Regions from separate parts of the Rattus norvegicus genome. Here region 1 is linked to region 2. A link is a contact called in public Hi-C data. All regions are on one chromosome and are shown on one strand. Each heading gives the region's core, a stretch centred on a gene start, on an enhancer-like site or on the middle of the called end of the contact. The rest is flanking DNA. Distances are from core to core; before and after follow the strand shown. Region 1 overlaps Pcsk6 (proprotein convertase subtilisin/kexin type 6). Region 2 holds the start of Pcsk6 (proprotein convertase subtilisin/kexin type 6).

Region 1 (4,662 bases), core at 254-2,753, 53 kb before region 2:
AAAAGCACTATAGAAGCCATTTCTTGAATTCCGTTTGGAAGATCCTGGCTTCACTGAGTGGCTGTATGAGCAGTATGTCTGTGGGCACTTTGGGAAATTGAAGCTGTCCATCCATTCCTAAGTTACTTCTCTCTCTGCTAAAGGACACAGACAGTAGTTTACCTGTGGCCGGTCACTGGGGAAACGGTCACTAAAAACAGCCTGCAGCCACATCCCAGTTGGGTTGATTGTTATGGCTGAATTGTGTCTCCCTCTAGACCAGTGGTTCTCAACCTTCCTGATGCTGCAACCCTTTAATACAGTTCCTCATGCTGTGGTGACTCCTCAACCATAAAATTATTTTCGATTTTAATTCACAACTGCAGTTTTGCTACTGCTATGAATCATAATACAAATATCTGTGTTTTCCGATGGTCTTGGGTGAGCCCTGTGAAGGGGTTGTTCTACCCTCTGGTTGAGACCCCACTGTTCTATCTACTTGATGTTAAAGTCCTGACCCCTGGTATCTCAGAATGAGACCGTAGGCGCCCAAACCCTCGGCCTCACACGTGTTAAGCAAGTGTTCTGCCACTGAGACACACCCCAACCTCTGGAGACATTCTTTAAAGAGACAAATTGAGTTATGGTGAGGTCATTAGGGTAGGCCTTCATCCATTATTACCAATGTCCTCATATGAGATTAGCACACAGATGTGCAGCGGGAGTCCATGCAAGGACACGGCAAGAACACAGCCATGTGCAAGAGACCTCACAGAAACACCCAGCCAAAACCTTCCCCCTCACCTCCAGGCCTCTGTGATTGTGAGACGTAGGTAGGTGTCTGTTATTCCAGCCACCTAGTCTGTGACCCTTTGTCACAACAACTCTAGCAGACACTGGTCCACACTCCCCTAGTCTATCTATCATTTTGGATTCAGCAACATTCGATGAGGCTTTCCTAACTCAGGCTTTCACATGGGTTTTATGATCACCGGATTGGGCAGGGGGGTGTGAACCACAATTTGTATCTAAAACATTTAGCTAGGAAGCAGTTGATATGCAAACGAAGATAGGTAGCCATTGTATGCAGGAGCCTGGTCTGGGAAAACTGAGAGACATTTCAATAAACATTTATTCCGCATCTGTTAGCTTTTACTGGGCGACTGCTGGGCTTGTAAGGGGACAAAAAAACAAAGGAGATGGAGCCTTAGCTCTCAGCTGCTTTGCCTTGTGTTGGCAAGGAATTGTGTTTCAGTGACCAAGCTCCTCTCCCCAGGAGAATCCATCAATCTGGCTGGTTTGCCTTCCCACTACTCTCCATTGGTTCTAGCAGTCGTAGCACACACCAGATGTGCTCCCCAGCCCGTTCTAGAACTCAGAGATACCCTATGCAGCTCCCTGCCACTCCTGTTTCTGTCACCAACCTGCTCCTACGCAAACTACTGCTGCTCTCAGACACTGTGGTGCACATCCACTCCAGGCTAAATCTAGAACACAAACACACAACTGGTAGGGAGAGCAGACTATGCCCTGGGGATTTTGATTGAATGACTGACTGGCTTCCTGGTAGCATGGGCATTTAGTGAACCAGTGCAAAGGCTCAACAGGAGTGAAGTCATCAGGGGTGGGGCAGAGGCGGGGGGAGGGGGAGGGCTGACTACAAAGGCTGGTGTAGTTGGGCTCAGGGGCCATAGGAAGCCAAGAGGTGGGAGTACAGCCCATCTGGGACAGTGGCAACAAGGTGCTTCATAGGATCCCTTGGGAGTGGAGAGGTTAGCTGTAGGGGAGAGGCAACAAGGAGGCTCACTGGAGGATACCCAGGAGGACACTGCTGTATTCCAGGTGAGAGAAATCAGGATGGGGACTTGGCAGTACAGGAAGAGGGCTGCCCCCAACCAAGTGGGGGAGGGGCAGCTGCCAACTCAAGCCAGAGAACACAAACGAGTACCTCAGTACCTCAGTACCTCAGTACCTCGCTCTGAGGCTGTGAGGCCTTTGATGTCACTGGGAAGTGCCAAATACGCAGGTAAAACGATAAAAGACTGTCTTTTGAGGTGCGTTTTAAAATTCAAACCCTTTGCCAATTGCCGACAGCCGTGCACCTGAAATCAGTTGTGCCATTCTGAAATATGGAGAGACAGCCACGAGCTTGCGGCAGTTGGACTACAGTACTGCCTGGGAAGGGTGGTGGTCTGTGAGACCTCCAGTCAGGGTGCTAGAGTGTTGTCCCCACCCATGTGGGCAGATCCATCCTGGGCGGGAGCAGCCGACCCATTACATAGTCCGTTGGCCCTGGAGACCACTGTGGTCACTCACTGTCCATGTACTGCTATCTGCCAGGAACTCTCTGTTTGTTTGCTATCCGAACGGCTCTCACACACAAACCGTCAGATAAAATTCCATCTGTGGTTAATGGAAAGAGCTGTTTAAATGTTGCATCACTGCTGGAAAGAAACCCGAGCGCTGATTAGACTCTGGGGCAAAGTCCCATCGGGCTGAGCAGAATGCCCCCGAAATCACGCTGCAACTGGGAAGCATTAAAGCCCCAGCAGGAGGCACCAACTAGAAGGTCCCCACAGCCCGGAAGCAGGCACTGAAGCTCTCCCCAATAACATCTCCATCTTTCCACTTCCATCATCCAACTGGCCTGGGACCAAAGGAAAGGAAAGGGCTGAACTAGAGTCATCAGGCTAAAATGTAAGGTTTGGAAGACACGGGCAGCAGCGTCTAAACTATACGCCAGTTTGGAACAGAATCAGAACGCGTAATTTTTAAAAAATTTGCGAGCCTTTTCAGCTCTGTAACATCTGCCCTTCTGCAGACGCTCAGCAGTGGGACAAGTTAAAAACAAATGGTTTCCTTTTGCTTAGACGACAGCCTTTAGAGAAACCCCGGCGACCAATACCGCACACTGGGAACGTGTAGGTTGTCCTCCCTGTGATAGGGCTGACCAGTAAAGCAAAGCAAAATGGCCCCCTCAAGCAAAGGTGAATTAAGAACATACAGAAGGGAATAGCTCTGCAGTTAAGAACACCGACTGTTCTTCCAGAGGACCTGAGTTCAGTTCCCAGCACCCACACGTCGGCTAACAACTCCAGTTTCCGGGGATCCCATGCTCCTCTAGTTTCCACAGGAACTGCATGCATGTGGTTCAGGCAAAACATCCATGTACATAAAATAATACATATTTTATGTGCCAAGACAGTGATGACTAGAGAGCCAGTAGAGGACGAGTGTCCCTGCCTGGCAGGGAAGACACCAGTGTATGTGTCTGTGTGTAAACAAAGACAAGCATCTCTCCTTCGCTGCTTTGTTTAGACAAATGTACACTCCATCCGTTTTATACGATGTTGGGGGGGACTGTAAATTCCATCACTCATCAAACTGCTTTGAGACAACAGAAACCGAAGGTAACTGATATAAAATACCATCTGTATTCGATTGGACTTTATCCTAAGCCCTATAACATCCATTTCTGGTTCGGTCATTCCAGCACATGGGCAACTACATCCCAATGTCTCTGAATTACATCAAATCATCTTTTCCTTTCGTTAATAATATTAATTATGGACCTTCCCAAGTGTAAGGGCGTCATAAAAGGCTAATGGAAGGAAATGGTTCTGACAAGGGACAATACTAAACAATTCCGTGAAACAGCCAATTTCATCAAACTGGAAATGACTAGGTGAAGTAAAAATTCATCAGGCGGACAGCGGACTCATTTGGCCTGCCAACCAGACTATGTAAACAGAGGTATTTCATTTGCGGCTCAGAATTCCTAATTGGTCTATATGCTTTCCCTGGGGTTGAAGCTTTAATTAGAACTGAGGGAGAGGATAGGCCAATGGCTGGCATGTCTCAGGCAGGGCTGGGACGGTCAGGCTTTTCACCTTTTTCCTCTTTCCTTTTATTGGCAAGATGCTTTGATGGCAGCCCTGCCAGGAACCAAGAAACTAGGTAAAAGGGGTTTTTATTTGGAAAAAGTTAACTGCCAGAGCCTTGCCCTAGGAAATCTGTTCTTCCTTCTTCTTACTTCAGGATACAACTGCAGGGTATGATGGCTCATGCCTGTAACGCCAGCATTTGGGAAGCTGGGGCAGGAGGCTTGCCATAAATTCTAACTCACCATGGGCTACAAGGTGGGTCTAGGGCCAGCCTGTGATATGGAATGAGTCCCTGCCTCAAGTAAAATGGCACAATGAATCCCTGGGGAGCACTGTGGGGAGATCCAAACTGCACACACCCAACTTGAATCAACAGACCAGCTCAGCTGCTGGATTCAGGCAGGACTACGGCACCCAGCCACGGGAACCTCTTGGAGTATGTCCCTGCCACCCTGCCTTGTATGGCCCATGCATGAGCCTTCTGCCCCAGCATCACCCAGGCCTCACCAGTACGAGAACTACTGAGCAGTTTTGCACCTCACAATCATACAGTTAATGTTTCTGAAAAAGACATGTCCAGCTAAGTACCTTAGGAAGCTTTAAAGCTCCCAGGGCTGGTGGGTCTGGTCAGTAATCTCAGCTGTTCAAAAAGCTGGGTTGGGAGGACCAAAAGTTCTGCCAAGGCAAGTTATCTAGACTTTGTTTCCTAATAAAAAGTACAAAAGGGGGCTGAGAACATAGCTCAAGCAGTAGAATCACTTGCTTATTATGTAGGAGGCCCTAGGTTCAAGGCCCACTA
Region 2 (4,644 bases), core at 2,134-4,633:
TTTGTTCCTCGGATCCCCCAAATGAAAACACTTTACCATTTTTCCATCCATTCTCCTCCGTAAATAATTCATCCCTATGTACCGTACAGCTTGATGCTGAAATGAACCACAGTCACTCTTGTCTTCTGTCTGCTGAGGTACACACAGGTGGTGCCCGCTCAACTCTCTTTTGAGTTCTCAGGACTAATCTCTAGGTTTTCTTCCTTAACCATATAGTTATACCAAGTTCCAATGACAGCAGTTGACCCTTCCTAATCTTTACTTTTTAAAAACTATTATTTCATTTACTTACTTCATGTTTGTTCAGATGTGCACACAAAAGTGTATGCCACAGCATACACATGGGAATCAGAGGACAACTTTGGGAGTTGGTCCTCTCCTTGCACCAAATGGGTCCCATGAATTGAGTTCAGGTCACGGGACTCGGCAGCAACCCCTTTACTGCCTGAGCCATCTCACTGGCCCATGATTTTTACTTCTTGCTTAAAAAAAAAAAAAAAAACAAAAAAAACCAAACTTGTTGCATTATCTGGAATGACGCCTAGGAGCGGGAAATGGCAGCTAGCCTGTCTCTATTAGATGTGTATTTGTTAACGGAAAAGGACAGGACCTGTGTCAGACTGAAAGAGATCCATAACCTGGAAAAGGTCAATAATTGCTGCCCTGAGTTAACCTGCGTGTGGATCGTGATAAATGAATCAAATCGGGTTATCAGCTGTATAAAAATAAAACAGCCAAGCTAGAACGTCAGAGCACAGCCAGAAGGACGGACAAGAGAACCAAGGCTGTGTGACTCAGGCAGGTACAGAGCGGAGCTCTAATTGCCCATTAAGAGTTTAGAAGAGTCACACAGAGGCGGCCTCAGAGAAGGCAGCAAGAGACAGAGCAGTTATCATAATGGCAGGGGTGACACATGGTTGCCCTGTGAACACAAACAACTCCCTCCCTTGACCCCCACCCCACCCCATTTACTCATCCACAAAGCAAAAAAAAAAAAAAAAAAAAAAAAAAAAAAGTTAAAAACATGTACATCTTATTTAGAGTCACAAATTCTCCTGCTTGGAAATGGCGGTAAGATTTTTAAAGAGTTCCTCCTGAGTAGGTACAGGTTGGAAAGCTCCGGGCCTTTTCCACATTAGCGAGCACTTCGAGGCGGGGAAAGAGAAGCTGGTTTGGGATTAAAGAGTAATAAGGCTTTCCTTGGAGACAGCTCCAACCCCCAAACCAGTCATCTCTCAGCTCCGAAACGTCCCCGGCTATGCCCGCCAGAACATGGCCTACAAGCTAAGTGACAAGCTAAGTCCGCTTGTACTGTTCAGAGAGACCTCTGGGGCCACCCAAGAACATCACAACATTCCTAAAAAAAAAAAAACCCTTCTCACCCCACAGGCAAAATCGGGAGCACAGACCTTGCTCAGTGAGATGCAGCAGATTCAAAGGCTAGCGTGTTCAGGAGGTGGGCAAGGTTATCCCTGCAGGCAAAAATGTCAAAGGGACAGCTAACTATGCCTCTCCACCTTGCACTGTGGAGCACAGAGTCCTTCTTCACCTCCTCTCTCCTCATCTAATTACAGGGCCCCGGATCCCAGGCCCTTTGTAATTTAGCATTCAGTTTAAGAATTAGTTGAGACAAATTGCTGGACCGCCTGGACAGAGCAAGGAAGAGTGGTAGGAGCCGGGATTCCTAATCAAACAGGAGAGCTCTCTTCAGCACACACAGTCAGCCCTGGAGATTTGAGGGCTACGAGGAGCAACGAAGCCAGGGCCACCAAAAGGCAAGATCTTAGCTCTTTGGATGTTTGAAGACACAGGAGTGGATTCTTTCCTTTTGGATAAACTCTGACCTGGAACTTCATTTCACAGAGCAGAAGTCCCCCTTCCAGAAGGCCTTCTACCTCACATTAAGCTCAGAAGAAATGTCATTCTGATCATGGCCAAGCACAAGTGATGTGGCTGGCTTCCGTCGCGGATAATGATGAAACTAAGTTCAACACCGCCTGCTACAGCAGTTTAAGTTATAAGGCCACACTCTCCTTCATTGCACTTGATTCTCCAGAGCGTGTAGTTTGTAGATCTGTTAAGGTGTGGAGGGCTTTCCTGGTGGGACTGCACATTTGAGTCTGTGAAGCCCCTCCACCAGCCATAAACTCGAATCAACCCGACCAATTGCCCCTCGGCAGGGCTGAAATAGGGAGGGGAAAACCTGTGTTGGCAGTCCTTGTGAGCTGCGCGGACTTACTGCTCTATCTTGGCTCCTCTTATAAATGACAGCCAGCTTACACCACGAGGGGTGAGAGAAAGGGCATTCCACGACTAGCGCCTTGCTTCTGAACACTACCGGGGTGATCTCAACCTCAGGCAGTACAAAGTCACTACCCCTAGGGATGAGCTAGTCAAGAAGTGACATGTCCAAGGTCATACAGCTAGTGGGCAGACAGCTGCCTTTCCAGCTGCGTCCAGAGCCCAAAGCAAAGCAATTGGTGTTTTTACCTAGAGGTTTTAAGTGCAGAGTCCGGACTACAACCAACACGCAGCTTCTGGGTCCTGCTTGCTCCCTGACCCAAACCTAACCTCTGGGCACAGGCACCGCCAGTCCCTGAATTGCCGGGTCACAAGTCGCCCATCCGGCATCTGACTGCCTTGACGCGCACACCAGAGCCCAGAGCCCCTGGCGACCGTCGGGGGCTGAGTGGCCCGAGGGAAGCAGCTATGACTCGGAGGCTACGGGGAATTAGGTGGACTCTGAGGATGGCGCGGGTGGGCACAGTGCAGCGACCCCTTAGGCGTCCACTTGAACGCGGCTGGGCAGGTGTAGGCGCCGGACCCGGGCATCCGAGGCCACACTTCCGAGTGTGAAAGCTCGGCGACGCCTCCTGGGGACCCACGGCCTCAGGCCATCCCGCGTGACCGTCCACACAGGCCAACACGTCCTCCCCGCCCAGTGTCCCACAGCACTCGAGCGTGTCCCCGCAGGGACCCCCGCCGTCCCCAGTGGTGCGGGCCGCCTTCCCACGCGGCGCCGCTGGCCGCGGGCTTGGCAAGGCGCCCCCTCGCGCGTGGCCGCCGGCGGCCGGGAAAGTTTGGGGCGCGCGGGGCCGGCCGTACTCACCTGGCCCAAGTTGAGGTAGCCGTGAGCCGCAGCCACGCGGTCCGCCGCGCCGGGGCCGCCCAGCACTTGCACTGCCCAGTGGTTGGTGTAGACGGGGCGCGGCGGCGGCAGCGCGGAGCAGACGGCGGGCAGAGCGAGCAGAAGCAGCCAACGCCAGGGGCGCGGCGCCAGCGGCGAGAGCCCGTGCCGGCCGGCGGCCCGGGGCGGCGGCCGGGGCCCGGGCGCTGGCGGCGCGCGCGGAGGCATGGCAGCGGCAGGCTCGCGCGGCGCCCGAGCGGCGAGTGCGCCGGGGGGTGGGGAGCCGCCTTTTAAAGCCGCTCCGCGCCGGGGAAGCGCCGCCGCCGCGGGCGGGAGCCGGGGAGGAGGAGGCCGCCGCGGCGCGTTCCCGCCCGCGCGGCCCGGTGGCGCCCCTGGGCCCGCGCTCGTGCGGCAGTCTCCCGGCCCGCCAGCAGCCGGGGGCCGGCGCAGGGGAGGCTCGAGACTTCGGGTCTCTCGGGACGCGGCACTGCCTAGAGTAGCAGCCTCCGCTCCGCGCGTTCTGCTAGAAGCCGGGAAGGCTCTGGGCATCCCACGTGAGTTCCCCATATCCCGGAGGAGTTGACTTAGAACGGCACCTTTCTACCGGTTGCGCCCCTGGAGGCTGAACTCACCTGCTGGGGTCCCCAAGGCTAGACAGACTTGCTCAACTTAGCTATAGTGGTGAGCGTGCAAATGTGCAGGATCTTCTGGGGGAAACGATGCCAAGAAAACACCGTGGTGTACCAGGACCTGGCCTGACCTCAAGACCACATTGAATGGGCAAAGGGCATGTGGCGAACTTAGCTGGAGTCCACGAGAGTATTGGGAACACAGCGTCCATACAGGGCTGATGCTTAGCTAGGACGGCTGTGCAGGTGAACTCCTTAACTGACCACTTAGCATCTGTGTGATCTGGGGCACCTTTCTGTTCTTGCTGGGCCTGTAAGATGGGGATAACAATAGCATCCATCTATCCATCGGGCTGTTTTTAGGATGTAAGCTCTTCCCTTGCAATCAGCTGACAGTAATGTTTGTTTTGATGAGCCCTGGACCTGCCACGTGCTTGGTATTCAGTAGATTGTGTTCACCCTTAAAAGTACCCACTGAGCTAGGACCAGTCAGTGCAAATGTGAGCTGACTCATCCTTACCCTCCCTCCCATAACAGCCTGGAGAAACTGGGGACACGTCCACGCTGTGACGAGAGGCTGGGATAGATGCAAGCCTCAGAGGACCCATTGGTCCCAACTGGCTCCGCACAGAAAGCAAACCTTCAGCCTGATTAATACAGGAGGGGAACCGGGAAACAAAATAGGGCAAAATAGGACAGAGAGGGCCTTGAGTCAGGAAGGAAGTCACTTCACCAAAGCTCAAGTTCCAAGAGCACCTGGTTCCCAGACTGGTGCTGTGGGGAATTCCTTTGCCTGAGTCTATAGCCAGGCAGATCAAACAGACAGGCCAGGGAATACAGGAGAGAGAGGGCAGGATCTGCAGAGACCCACCTGAAGTCCTTTCCAAC

The links. Hi-C and Micro-C count contacts between places; a contact is called where the count stands out from the background.
Region 1: a Hi-C map of liver shows a contact between it and region 2, with 2.5 times the contacts expected there. The contact joins the enhancer-like site here to the promoter of Pcsk6 in region 2. A contact is called at or near these places in 4 of 12 Hi-C or Micro-C datasets (hepatocytes, kidney and liver).

What each region holds. Positions count from the first base shown.
Region 1 is chr1:128,889,977-128,894,638 of GRCr8, reverse strand. The region is part of intron 2 of Pcsk6 (proprotein convertase subtilisin/kexin type 6); the gene reads right to left. Among named protein-coding and RNA genes, the nearest start is that of Pcsk6, 53 kb to the right of the region's middle. Within about 2 kb of position 1,503, at least 26 of the 93 cell types and tissues checked have an H3K27ac peak or open chromatin away from gene starts, as enhancers often do. A contact at or near this core is called in hepatocytes and liver, where this site is marked.
Region 2 is chr1:128,838,481-128,843,124 of GRCr8, reverse strand. Pcsk6 (proprotein convertase subtilisin/kexin type 6) reads right to left here and starts at 3,383. Exons shown (of 21, transcript NM_012999.2): 1 at 3,110-3,383. The coding sequence starts at 3,355.